Regions from separate parts of the Mus musculus genome. Here all the other regions are linked to region 1. Evidence: chromatin contacts called from public HiChIP or PLAC-seq, capture Hi-C and promoter capture Hi-C data. All regions are on one chromosome and are shown on one strand. The core of a region is the stretch at or near the end of the contact, and the rest is flanking DNA. Distances in the headings are between cores, read along the strand shown. Region 1 holds the start of Tspan17 (tetraspanin 17). Region 2 holds the start of Grk6 (G protein-coupled receptor kinase 6). Region 3 holds the start of Lman2 (lectin, mannose-binding 2). Region 4 holds the start of Mxd3 (Max dimerization protein 3).

What was found. Promoter capture Hi-C pulls out the DNA fragments that hold promoters and counts their contacts. HiChIP or PLAC-seq counts read pairs in DNA pulled down with a chosen protein or histone mark. Capture Hi-C pulls out chosen DNA fragments and counts their contacts.
Region 2: a contact with region 1 is called in an HNF4G HiChIP or PLAC-seq map of pancreatic cancer cells. The contact joins the promoter of Grk6 here to the promoter of Tspan17 in region 1. A contact is called at or near these places in 2 of 39 promoter capture datasets (hippocampal neurons and stem cell-derived epiblast-like cells), 3 of 115 datasets of contacts at active chromatin or transcription factors (forebrain, pancreatic cancer cells and stem cell-derived neural progenitor cells) and 1 of 9 other capture datasets (pancreatic islet).
Region 3: a contact with region 1 is called in a promoter capture Hi-C map of hippocampal neurons, with 4 times the contacts expected there. The contact joins the promoter of Lman2 here to the promoter of Tspan17 in region 1. A contact is called at or near these places in 5 of 39 promoter capture datasets (the 3T3-L1 cell line, the C10 cell line, hippocampal neurons and 2 more), 1 of 484 Hi-C or Micro-C datasets (embryonic stem cells), 2 of 115 datasets of contacts at active chromatin or transcription factors (large pre-B cells and microglia) and 1 of 9 other capture datasets (embryonic stem cells).
Region 4: a contact with region 1 is called in a capture Hi-C map of macrophages, with 2.9 times the contacts expected there. The contact joins the promoter of Mxd3 here to the promoter of Tspan17 in region 1. A contact is called at or near these places in 8 of 39 promoter capture datasets (the 3T3-L1 cell line, the C10 cell line, the HPC-7 cell line and 5 more), 6 of 484 Hi-C or Micro-C datasets (the HL-1 cell line, the N1E-115 cell line, brown adipocytes and 3 more), 11 of 115 datasets of contacts at active chromatin or transcription factors (T-cell acute lymphoblastic leukemia, embryonic basal ganglia, embryonic forebrain and 7 more) and 1 of 9 other capture datasets (macrophages).

What each region holds. Positions count from the first base shown.
Region 1 is chr13:54,788,032-54,790,794 of GRCm38.p6, forward strand. It overlaps Tspan17 (tetraspanin 17), which reads left to right and starts at 1,374. Exons shown (of 8, transcript NM_028841.3): 1 at 1,374-1,650. The coding sequence starts at 1,564. It overlaps Eif4e1b (eukaryotic translation initiation factor 4E family member 1B), which reads left to right. Exons shown (of 7, transcript NM_001033269.3): 7 at 1-428.
Region 2 is chr13:55,443,966-55,446,728 of GRCm38.p6, forward strand. It overlaps Grk6 (G protein-coupled receptor kinase 6), which reads left to right and starts at 1,366. Exons shown (of 16, transcript NM_001112711.2): 1 at 1,366-1,595. The coding sequence starts at 1,544.
Region 3 is chr13:55,361,363-55,364,125 of GRCm38.p6, forward strand. It overlaps Lman2 (lectin, mannose-binding 2), which reads right to left and starts at 1,421. Exons shown (of 8, transcript NM_025828.3): 1 at 1,026-1,421; 2 at 759-877. The coding sequence starts at 1,227.
Region 4 is chr13:55,328,309-55,331,071 of GRCm38.p6, forward strand. Mxd3 (Max dimerization protein 3) reads right to left here and starts at 1,423. Exons shown (of 6, transcript NM_016662.5): 1 at 1,290-1,423; 2 at 961-1,066; 3 at 306-335; 4 at 62-176. The coding sequence starts at 1,359.

The sequences.
Region 1 (2,763 bases), core at 124-2,623:
CCCTCCCTCTTTCCTTCCTTCTCTCCCTCCCTCTCTCCCTCCCTCTCTCCCTCCCTCCCTCCCTGTCTCCCTGCCTCCCTCCCTCCCTCCCTCCCTCTCTCCCTCCCTCCCTCTCTCCCTCCCTCCCTCTCTCCCTCCCTCCCTCTCTCCTCCCCCCCCCCTTCAAGTATGGACTAGGTTAGAGAGGAATTTGTGTAAAGACAGGTAGGACTGGGAACTGGGAATGCCCTGCACAGCCTTCCCATCTGAAGACAGTCCTATGGATTCTGTGTGTCTCCTCCTGCTGAAATGATGGATGGATAAACCTTCATGAGTGAAGAGATTACAGTGGTAGTTAGGCTTCACCGTGGTCTTGTTAGGAGGGATTCACTTGATGCTGATGATGCTTAAGGCCCTTTCTGTATCTAAATAAACACTTCTGGAACAAACTTGGAATCTAAATATTTAAGATCAGACGTACCTAAACCTGCATCTGCTCTGTCCTGTTTTGCATCAGAAGGACTCTGGTGAATCCCAGGTATCAAGGCAGTCAAGTAGGTATGGGACAGGGCGACCATAGGAATAGGCAAAACAGAACAGGCGTGGCATGGCACGCCAGCCTGTTTGTATTCAACTACACTGTGTGTGAATGCATGGCACTGTTCATTGGTCCCACTATTCCCAACCACTTATCCCTGGGGAGTGGACTCCTCTGGTTCTTGAATCTTAGACTGGAGATCCACTGTAATTATTCACACTTGGCTCACCAGCTTTGCCAGTTGGCTCATCTGGGGCCTCTGGAGGACTTGGGGAACTTGAGAGAAGCTAACTGGAGGACGGACTTAGAGAGGAGACGGGGACTCTTCAGAGGTGGGGGTTGCAAGGGGTTGAGTGTGACTGGGGTGTAGCCAAAGCCTGGCCCAGAGGCAGGGTCTTGGGGAGAAGTGAGACCTGTGGACCATAAAAAAAAAAAAAAGACGGATGTCTTGGGCGTGGCTCCAAGAAGGCCGACTGTGGCTCAGAACTGAGGCTGAGTAGGGCGGAGCTCCAGGAGGACTGAGGCCGGTTGGAGGCGGGGTTTGGGGCTCATCAGAGGCGGGACCCGGTTTAGAGGCGGAGCTCGAGAACAGAAGTTAGCTAGGGCAGAGCCTTGGGCGGGGCGTAGGCGGGACTGCGGGAGGACAGCGGCTAGGCATGGGCGGAGCCTGAGAGGATTAAGCCCGGCTGGGGGCGGAGTCGTGGTTATGGGCGGGGCCCGTGAGGACTGAACTTGACTGGGACGGGGTCGTGGGCGGGGCTCCAAGAAGACCGAGCCTTGCTGGGGCGGGGTGTGGACTGACACTGTGGGCGGGGCCGGAGCGCTGTTGGAGGGCGGGGTCGGATGAGGGCACCGCACTCCGGGTGTGGCTGTCCGAGCGCCGTGGGCGGTGCCACAGCGGGCGGGGCAGCCGGTGAGCTGTGTGGCTTTGACCATGAAGCCGCAGCCACCGGGCTAGGCCCGGGGCTGCTCCAGGCCTGGGCGGCCCGCAGAGGGCTGGGCCGGTCACCGGCTCGGGTTCCCGGGACGGCAGGTGGCCGCTCACCATGCCCGGCAAGCACCAGCAATTCCAGGACCCTGAGGTCGGCTGCTGCGGGAAATACTTCCTGTTTGGCTTCAACATTGTCTTCTGGGTGAGCGCGAGTCCGCTTCTCGCTCTGCGCTGAGGATAGGGGTTAGGGAGTCTCAGTTGCTGGTGAGGGAGATCCCGTCTCAGGAGCTTGCGACCAGGGACTGTCCCCCACCCCCTCCACCCCGATGCCCCGTCCCCAACTATTCTGGGGAGCTACTGGGATAGCTGGGGGGCGGGACCCAGTCCCAGCAGGAGGTGCTGGGAGTCTCTCTTTGCAGCCCCAAGTTTGGGCGAAAAAGGGGGCGGCGTTTGCCGGAAGACTGCAGGGGCGCGGTAGTTGCGGACCAGCCCCGCCCCGCCTCCCGGCCACTCCAGCTCCCAGCATGGTGCGGTGAGGTTCGCGAGGCTGGGTCCTAGCCCCGAGTCTACCCTACAGACGCTCAGAAGCTTGTGAGCCAGGAGGTTAGGAGAGAGGAAAGCCAAGGCCTCTGCCTCTGCAGGGAGAGGAGCTCCAGTTGAGAACAGGGAACTGTCCCTTGGGAACAGAATTCAGCATTCCATAGCTGACCAAACAAACAGAGGCTTCCTTCTGTGTGGCATCTGTGTCCTGGTCCTGCCAAGTCATCTTTCTCTTCTCCCTCCCCCATCCTATCGCCAAAGCCGGGCTGTGCTTGCTGTCCTTTATGCCAGGCCTTTCCCACTTGCATTCAGCAGGATTCAGCGGCTCTGTTCTCCACCCACGAGCCGTCGGGTTTGCCCTGTGGTGGGTGTCCTTGGATGTCAGCAGTCTTCTGTTCTGTAGGGTGTGGGCAGCTACAGGGAGCGCTGGCCTGGAAGTCAAAGGGCCTGAGTGTAGCAGGCCTTGTCCAGAGGCTTTTGGGCGAGCCTCTTTGCTCTCTGGGCTTTAGCTTTCCAGCCTTGGAGGAGCCAGTATTGGAGTTTATCCTTCTGGGTTGTTAGATTAAACGAGAGTTTTTTGTTGTTGAGACAGGGTCTCACTCTAGCCCATTCTGGCTTGCAATTTGCTGCAGTTTTCCTGTCTGAGTTTCTTGGGTGCTGGGATTACAGGTGTGAGCCATCACACCCAGCTTAGTAACACATGAATTCTGATGAGGCACATTCTCCCGACTGCCTTATTATTATCTGTAGTTTACAGATAGGGGACTGAATGAAT
Region 2 (2,763 bases), core at 116-2,615, 660 kb after region 1:
TTGTCACCATGGTTTGCTTTTGGCTCACCTCAGAACACAGGACTCTGGAAACATTTATGCTTTAGTCCTCGCCAAACTTAACTTTAGGCGTGGTGCCGCTTCTTGATTTGCTCAAAAGTCATAGCCTGTGACCACTCTGGTCCTTTAATGACATGGGGCGGGGGGGGGGGGGGCATGCGAGGCACCACAAAGCGTCCTCTCTAGTTCTTTGTTTTAGTAGCATTCATTCTAAAACCACCCATTAATGTGCTCACTTACAGGACAGCTACCACCTTTCTTCCCGCCTAGCACGTAAGCACTGAGAGTTTGGTTTTCTTGCTGTTACCACTATATCCGGCACCTGGCTGGGTGCCTGGGAAAAAAAAGCAGTGGCAGTATATATATATTTTTTTTCAAAAATGAATGAATATGGATCAAAAACATGTAGTTGAATCCGGTTGTTCCTTAATTCCCGAGTTTGGGCAAGCCTCCGTTTCCTGCTGTGCGAAAAGGGGTGGTGATGAGGAAGTGGGGGATTGAACTACACTGTGTTGATGAGATGCAAAATTCGGACCTGTCCCCCCACTCCCGGTCTCCGCGTGCAGCCAGCCACTCAACATCCAGCGCCTCAGGTCCCCACCTGTACAATGGGTGTGAACTCATCCTCAACGACTTGGGGTGGTTGCGCTGCCTTATAAGGCAGCAGAGGCCGAAGGCGCCGGACGGGTGGGAGGGGAGAAATCACAACATCCGGCTGCGGGGGCGGGGTACGGGGGTGCGGGGTGCGGCTGAATTGGAGGCAAGCGCTGCTGGGAAGGCAATAGCTTCCTTCGGTCCTCTGCTAGCTTTGGAAGCGCGCCCTTCTGAAGCAGCTGACCTAAGGGACGACGGCAGGACACCCATTCTAACCAAGCTACCTGATAGCCGGCAGGAGACACAGCGTGTCCCCAACAAAACCCTAGAAATCCCGTCGGCGCACCAGACACACAGCCACGCCCCCATCCTTTCACCCAATCAGATCGCAAAGCTGGATGGTCGACACGTCTTTAATCCAATCAGATGTTGGGTCTTCTGGGCGTGGTTCCCGAGAGGCCCCACCTCCGATTTCTCGGCAGAGGCTCGGCCCTAATTGGCAGCTCGGCATCCTACGAAGGCCTAGAAATTCGAACCTAGGGGCCGAATCCCGTCCGCAGTCCAACCAGAAATCGGCGACGCAACGGGGCCCTCCCCCTCTCCGCAGGGAGCGAGTTCCCGGCTCCGTGGGCGGGGCAAGAGAAAGAGGCTGACCAATAGTAGTCCGGCGCGGGGAGCGTCCGCTCGCCCATTGACTGAGCCAAGTAAACAGAGGGCGGGGCGGGGCGGGCGCCGGTGGACCGGGAGGGGCGCAGAGTACGCGGCGGGCGGCGGCGGCCCGGAGGCCGGTGGGGCCCGGAGGCCGCGGCGCGGTCAGTCGAGCCGAGCCGAGCCGAGCCGAGCCGAGCCGCGCCGATCGCCATCGGCTCCGGCTCTCGTGGGCGGTCCCGGCCGGCGGCGCGGCCTGGCGGGCCGGGCGGCGCTGCAGCCCATGGAGCTCGAGAACATCGTAGCGAACACGGTGCTACTCAAGGCCCGGGAAGGTGAGGCCAGGCAGGCGGGCGGCCAGGCCTGGGCGCGGGGATCGCGGGCGCGCGACCTCCGAGCTCCATGAGGCGTCCGGGCCCCAGTTATCCTCGTGCCCTGGAGTCTGCACCCGGACTCTTAAGCGCAGACATGAGCCCTTCCGGCCCTCCGCTTCTGCCCCCGGAACCCGGGGCCCAGGAGGGGCGGGGGTCGCGCCATGGGCCTCAAGTCGGGTTTGGGGGTGATGAAGAAGAAAGGGAAGGAAGGGAAAAGGTGGAACATGAGCCCCAGAGGAATGCGTGTGAGGCCTCTTCTACGTGAGAGGCAGGAAGGTGCCCCACGTGCCCCAGGCCCAGATGCCCTGAACGGCACAAAGTTGGTAATCGGTAAAGATTAGAGAATGAATGAGCCGAGCCTTTGTATAGACAACCCAACCGACAGGGGGAAACTTCTGGACACACACATTACATGCAGAACCACCACTCACCTGGAGCTTCTGGGCACTAAAAACGGGTGCATGGGTAACGTTTTTGGCATTTAGCAAGCCTTTGACCTACTAGGGCAGATGCACCGGGGAAATAAATGAGAGACGAGCATAACGGGCTATAAGGACTGTAGGGCTAAAAGCCAGTCTGGTCGACTTAGTGTGTGCGCGCACATGGATATGGTGCGGAGTTGCTCTTCCTTGGTTTCACTCCAGATGTTATTTGGCTCTATGGGTCCTAGATGACTAGAGCCAGACAAACGACATAGAGTGACATAATCATTAGATACCTGTAGTGCCCTACTCTGTCCAGGGTGCTGGTGGGCAAACACCAACAAGATTTTTCTTTTTGGAACTCCAGGGAGGGACACAGTGACAGCTTTCCACTTTCTGCTGGGTTTCCATGATGAAGGAACCTTCAGCTTCGCTGTTCTATATCAGTTTACAGGTGTGAAACTGAAGCTCAGATCAGAGATTGTAATTGACCTAGGGTCAGGCAGATACCCAGTAGAGTCTATAGGTAGCTCAGACAAGTCCCCAGTGTGCCGCAGTCCCTGATGTCCTCTGCCTACTTGGTGCATGTCACACCCAGAGAGGTGTTACCTGGAAATGGGATGGGCAGGTTGGATCCCTAGTGCCCAAGGGAGGCAATCTTATCTCCTGTCCCTTATCAAGCTCAGGGGCTGGGCCTTCCTCTCAGC
Region 3 (2,763 bases), core at 171-2,670, 570 kb after region 1:
ATTGCACAACACTGTTACCACACCAAGGCAATAACATCTCTGGCTCCCTGCTCTCTAAAGGCAAAGGCCACAGCCAGTAAGTTCAGTGTAGATATAGCTAACAAGACTCTCAACCTAGCACAGAGAAAGGTAACTAGGACTGTTAAATATCTTGAAGGGGGGTTCTCCCATTGCTAACCAGGAGGCATCGGGTGTATCAAGGGAATTGATAAGAGTGGAGATCAGAAAGATCAGTTGAAATACTGTTTATTCTATTCGGTGGCTATATACTACCTCAGCATAAAGTCACGAAATCTATTCATTCCAAACACCTTGTTTGAGAACTAAATCTGGTAAGGTTTGGCAAGGTCAGTACCCTACACACAGTAAAATAGGCCGTAAGGATAAAGTTTCGCCCTTCCCTCGATTAAGTGGGTTCGATTTAGTCTGACAACTCCACTCATTTCTTGTTCTATGACTTCAGGGATGTTCAACTCTGCACCTTGGCTTCTTGCTTCGTAAGCCATCAAAAAAGCAGACATCATTACTTACCTTGTGTGATTTCTGAAGAAAGAGGTGAAAGTGTTTTAAGAGTCACGCACACTTTCTGACATACAGTAACTATACAAGTCGCTCTGAACGATCTGTGCGACCAGGACAGAAAAATCGGCAGGACAAGAAAAAAAAGGAGCACGTGTATCTACTAAGCTTGGTTGCTGACGAGGCAGGGACTACTGTGTCAGTGAACGGTCATGTTCAGCCTCTTGGGAGAGCCTCACCTGGTGGTTCCAGATCGAGCCCTCTTTGCTGCGCTCGTCCGGGGTCAGGCGCACGTACTGGCTCGTCAGCATCGTGCTGCCTTGGAAGTCCCAGAGCGGCATGGAACTGGAACCGACCCCTGTGGGCAGAGACGGACGTGGACAGGTGCTCAGAGGGCCGCGCCAGAAATCTACTGCGCTGCGCTGCTCTGCTCGACAGAACGGGCCATGCCCTCCTCCATCCCACTTCGGCCCGCGTCCTCACCCTCAGCTACAGGCCTCCCTCACCTTGGTAGGGCTTGATGAGCGAGTGCTCCCGCTTGAGGTGTTCGCTGTTGCCGTCGGTGATATCCGCAGCCACCGGCCCCAGCAACAGAAGCAAATGTAGAAATGTCGTGGGGCTCGGGCCGGGGCCAGGAAGCCCAGGCCTCCCTGGGCACCGCTGACCCCAGCCCCAGCCCCAGCGCCAAAGCCAGGCCTCGGCCGCCATTCTCCTTGTTCTCTCGGCCACTTCCGCCCTAAGACTTCCGCCTTCCGGGTGTCTTTTCTAATGGTCTCCGGCCGGAAGCCCTCCAAACTAGGATCACAGGAGAGTTAAGAAGGAAAGCCTCGCCGCCAGCGGGATGGCAGCCTTATTGGCTGGCCAGCCTCCTATCCCAGTAGAGCGCGGCTCCATAACTTTGGAGGTTCCTGGTCGCCTGACAGCCGGCCACGGCCGAGGGTTCTCATGAGCGACAAGGGGATCCAACCAATCATGGAGCAGCACGTTAGGCTTGCAGGCCAACGAAATGCAGAGGTCTCTCCTGGGACGGGGGAAAGCGAGCAGCGTCGTCGAAGCGGAGCATGCTGGAACTTGTAGTTTCGCGGTCTGCTTGTGCAAGCCGAGCACCCTGCTCAGTCCTAAGCTTCTGAAAAGATGGTGACTTTGAAGTGACCTTTCCAGTACAGTGGGAAAGCCTCACTGGAGTGACTCGGTGGGTGGGGCAAATCCTTTAGGCCACCTCAAGCTAGTACCACGCCTCTGGAGACTTAAAAGAGGCCAGTTATTTGAGGACCTCCTCTACCCCGCAATGACTCCAGCAGTCAGATAGAAGCAGGAGGAGCAGATCAGATTCTGACCTGGAACCTCAGGGAACGCCGGAAGACATCTGACTCCAAAAAGTATCAGTTCTTGTTGACACACCAAGTGTGTGTGGAAGGACCCAGGACAACTGGCTCCGGATAGTTGAACACTGTGGTCTCTAGCCCAGATACCATTCTATTGTACCTATTAATCTACTTAGGAAAAAGTTTAGTTGCCAGTACTATTTTTATTTTTTTTTAAAAAAAAAAAAGGAGCTTAAATTTACCTTAGAAATCCTGATTTCAGGGGCTGCAGAGATGGCCCAAGGATTAGGCGTACTTACTGCACCAGGCTGGCCTTGAACTCACAAAGATCTACTCGCCTCTCCTTTCTAAGCACTGGAATTAAAGACATGTGCTATTTATGCATGCCTTCCAATATACTTTAAATCATCTCTAGATTACATGTAACACTTAACAAATTGTATGTAATAGTGATGTTGATAGGAAACCCCAAAAAAGTTTGTGTTCAGTAAAAAGTGTGCTGGCTAGTTTTGTTTTGGTTTTGATTTTGGTTTTTTGAGACAGGGTTTCTCTGTATAGCCCTGTCTATCCTGGAACTCACTCGACAGACCAGGCTGGCCTCAAACTCAGAAATCTGCCTGCCTCTGCCTCCCAAGTGTTGGGATTAAAGGTGTGCACTATCACCGCCCAGCAGAAGTGTGCTGGCTAGTTTTATGTCAACGTTTCACAAGCTAGAAAGGAAGGAACATTTGAGTTGAGAAAATGCCTCCATAAGATCTGGCTATAGGGCTGGAGAGATGGCTCAATGGTTAAGCGCACTAACTGCTCTTCCAGAGATCCTGAGTTCAATTCCCAGCAACCACATGGTGGCTCACAACCATCTGTAATGAGATCTGATGCCCTCTTCTGGTGTGTCTAAAGACAGTGTTAGTGTCCTCAT
Region 4 (2,763 bases), core at 173-2,672, 540 kb after region 1:
GCCATCCACACCACAAGACCACACTGTCTCCCAAGCAGAGAGACAAGAGACAGCTCCTCACCTGGATATGCACCCTGGCCCGGCGCAGGAGGCTTAGTGTAGTGTATCGGGTACAGTCAACTCCCAGGGGCATCTGCTGCCTCAGTTGCTCTAAGCACCGCTTCAGCTGGGCTCTCCTGCAAGGGAAGGAGTCTGGAGGGCAGTACCAGCCCCACCTCCCTAGCCAGAGGGATGGCAAGGGAGGAAAGGTCTGAGAAAGATGGTCCTTGAGACCGGGAACTGTTGAGAGCCAGGTTGGGACTCACCTGCGCTTCTCCAGCTCGTTGTGCACAGACCTGTGAATGCCAAGGGGATCAAGTGAGGGTACTGTGCAAATCCTCAACCCCAGGCTGTTGTGCAGCTCAGACCTCACTACAGATAGCTGCGCCAAGGAAGCCTTTCGTGAGGGCCTGGGTTCCTTTAGGACACCACACCCCAGGTAGTGACTAAAGGAATCAGACACACACACCAAAAAATACAGGACACTTGCCCAGGTACTTGCGGGGTCTCGCCCCTGACAGCCAGGCAAGACAGGCTCCCTGGACAGATGTGACACTTGATCAAAAAATAAGCCTGTCAGAGAAATCAGTAGAGGGGAAACTATTTTAAAGAAACAGAATATGCAAAAGAACAGAAAAGCAGAAGCCTGTAGTAGAGACAATTCAGGAGTGTGAATGACCTGTGTGATGTGATGTGATGTGTGTGTGTGTGTGTGTGTGTGTGTGTAGAAAAGGCGGATGGAGCAGGGTACCTGGGCCGTGTGTGTGTGTGTGTGTGTGTGTGTGTGTGTGTGTGTGTGTGTAGAAAAGGCGGATGGAGCAGGGTACCTGGGCCAGAAGAACAAACAAGGAAGTGAGAAGAGAGTTAGATGGGACAGCTAAGGACCAGCATCCCTCCCTACACTGCCCCATCCCTGCTCACCGCCCACTGTTCAGCGCGCCAGGAGCTTGCAGGGGTGGCTTCCTCCTCCTGCAGACGGTCCCGGGGCTGTGGTGTGGACACAGGGACGCATAACCGTGCTCTGCCTCTGCCAGAGAGAGAACACAGCAACACAGCCCGTCAGCTGGAGCCCCTGGCACGGCGAAGTCAAGGAAAGGCTTTTGGCGCCAGGACCCTTTCCCCAGTCACTCCCTGCCCGGCTGCCTGCGAACTCCAATAGATGTGCGGGCGGCAGCGCGCCAGCAGCCCTCCAGCCTTGCTCCCTCCAGGTTGGGAGCCAAATTCAGCCCGCGCGCGGGGTCTGTCCTCACCTCTCTCGCGCCTCTCCAGGAACTCCGCTGCCTGCAGCAGGACCTGGATGTTGCTAGCCACGGGTTCCATGTCGGCGACAGCCGACGACCAGCGGGCTAGGGATGCTAGCCCTGTCAGCCGCCTTACCACTTTTGTTTCAATGTAACTGACACGGTGCCACAAGCACAGGGCCCGCCCCGCCCCCGGTCGCCCCGCCCTGGCCCCTCCCCGCCCCGCCCATGGGAACCCCGTCCGCCCCGCCCTGCCCAGCCCAGCCCGCCTCTTCCCGCCCAGGCTGAACTGGGCTGCTGCTCTGCGCTTTAGGGAAGAACCCTCCGCCGGGTCAGGCAGCCCGGACACCGGGCGCTGCAAGCTGCCCCACTCCTGCGACAGGCAATCGCGCCGGTCCTAGCAGGCGCCGGCCTGGGCTACACGTGCGCGCGGGACGCGGCCACATCCTCCGGGCGGGCCGCGAGCCTCGGAGACTGGGTTGGTTGATGCGCGGCCCCGCCTTCTCCCGCCGCGGGGGCCCCGACTCGGGCGGGAAAAGCTGCCGGTTTCAAATTTGAAAACCCGGACGAGGAGGGCGGGGGCGAGCTACGAGAGACGGCGATGCGCACGCGCCTGTGTTGGGGGCGCGGACGCAGGACACGGTACGGGCCGCCCCGTATCTGCCCTTCATTGGTCTTCGAATGGGAATCCCTCCTAGCTCTCCCGTCCTTCGCAGGGAGGTTAATGGCGTCGTGAAAACGTCGGCTGTTGATAGCTTCCCAAGCCAGGGCATGAAACACACTGTCTCACCCTGAGTTCTGGAGCTCCTCAGCGGCCACTGCTAGGTGTGACGACAACTCGCGTACTGTGAGACAGCGTTGCGGTGGTTACAACTAATGCCAGCAAGCAAACATACGTCTCTCATTAGGGCCATTGCAACCAGACAGCCCCTGGGGGGCGGGGTGGCATCTAGAACAAGGCTCTGCTAGCCATCCGGTGGAGGCTCCTGGATAGCCACTAGGGGTAGCCATACCTATGAGTCAGGAATGATGGGGCATTCTGAGAGTCAAGTGGACCAGAGAGGGGGCACTATGAACAGATGGCCTTAGGAAAACACAGTCACGTGCCAATCAGGCCCCTTCGGAAGAGGCTGTCTTCCCAAGGGAAATCGCCTTTTTTTTTTTTTTTTTTTTTTTAAATCCAAGAGTTGCGGCTACTGTGTAACAGTTTGTAGACTGAAAGGCCTGGTGGCTATGGAGAGAGACACCGGAAGGTCTGCCCAGCTCCGGTCAGCAGTCAGGCTCTTGTGCGTTCCCCTTGGAAGAGAAGGAGGAGCGAATTGACACAGGATCTCATGTGCAACAATCTAGCTTCAAACTTGCTATGTAACCCAAGATGGCGACCTCCTGATACTCCTTCCAGTTCCCAAATGTCGGGGTTTCACGCAAGCACCGTGCAGGCACAGACATCATACATCTGCTACCCAGGAGACTGACCTCAGAA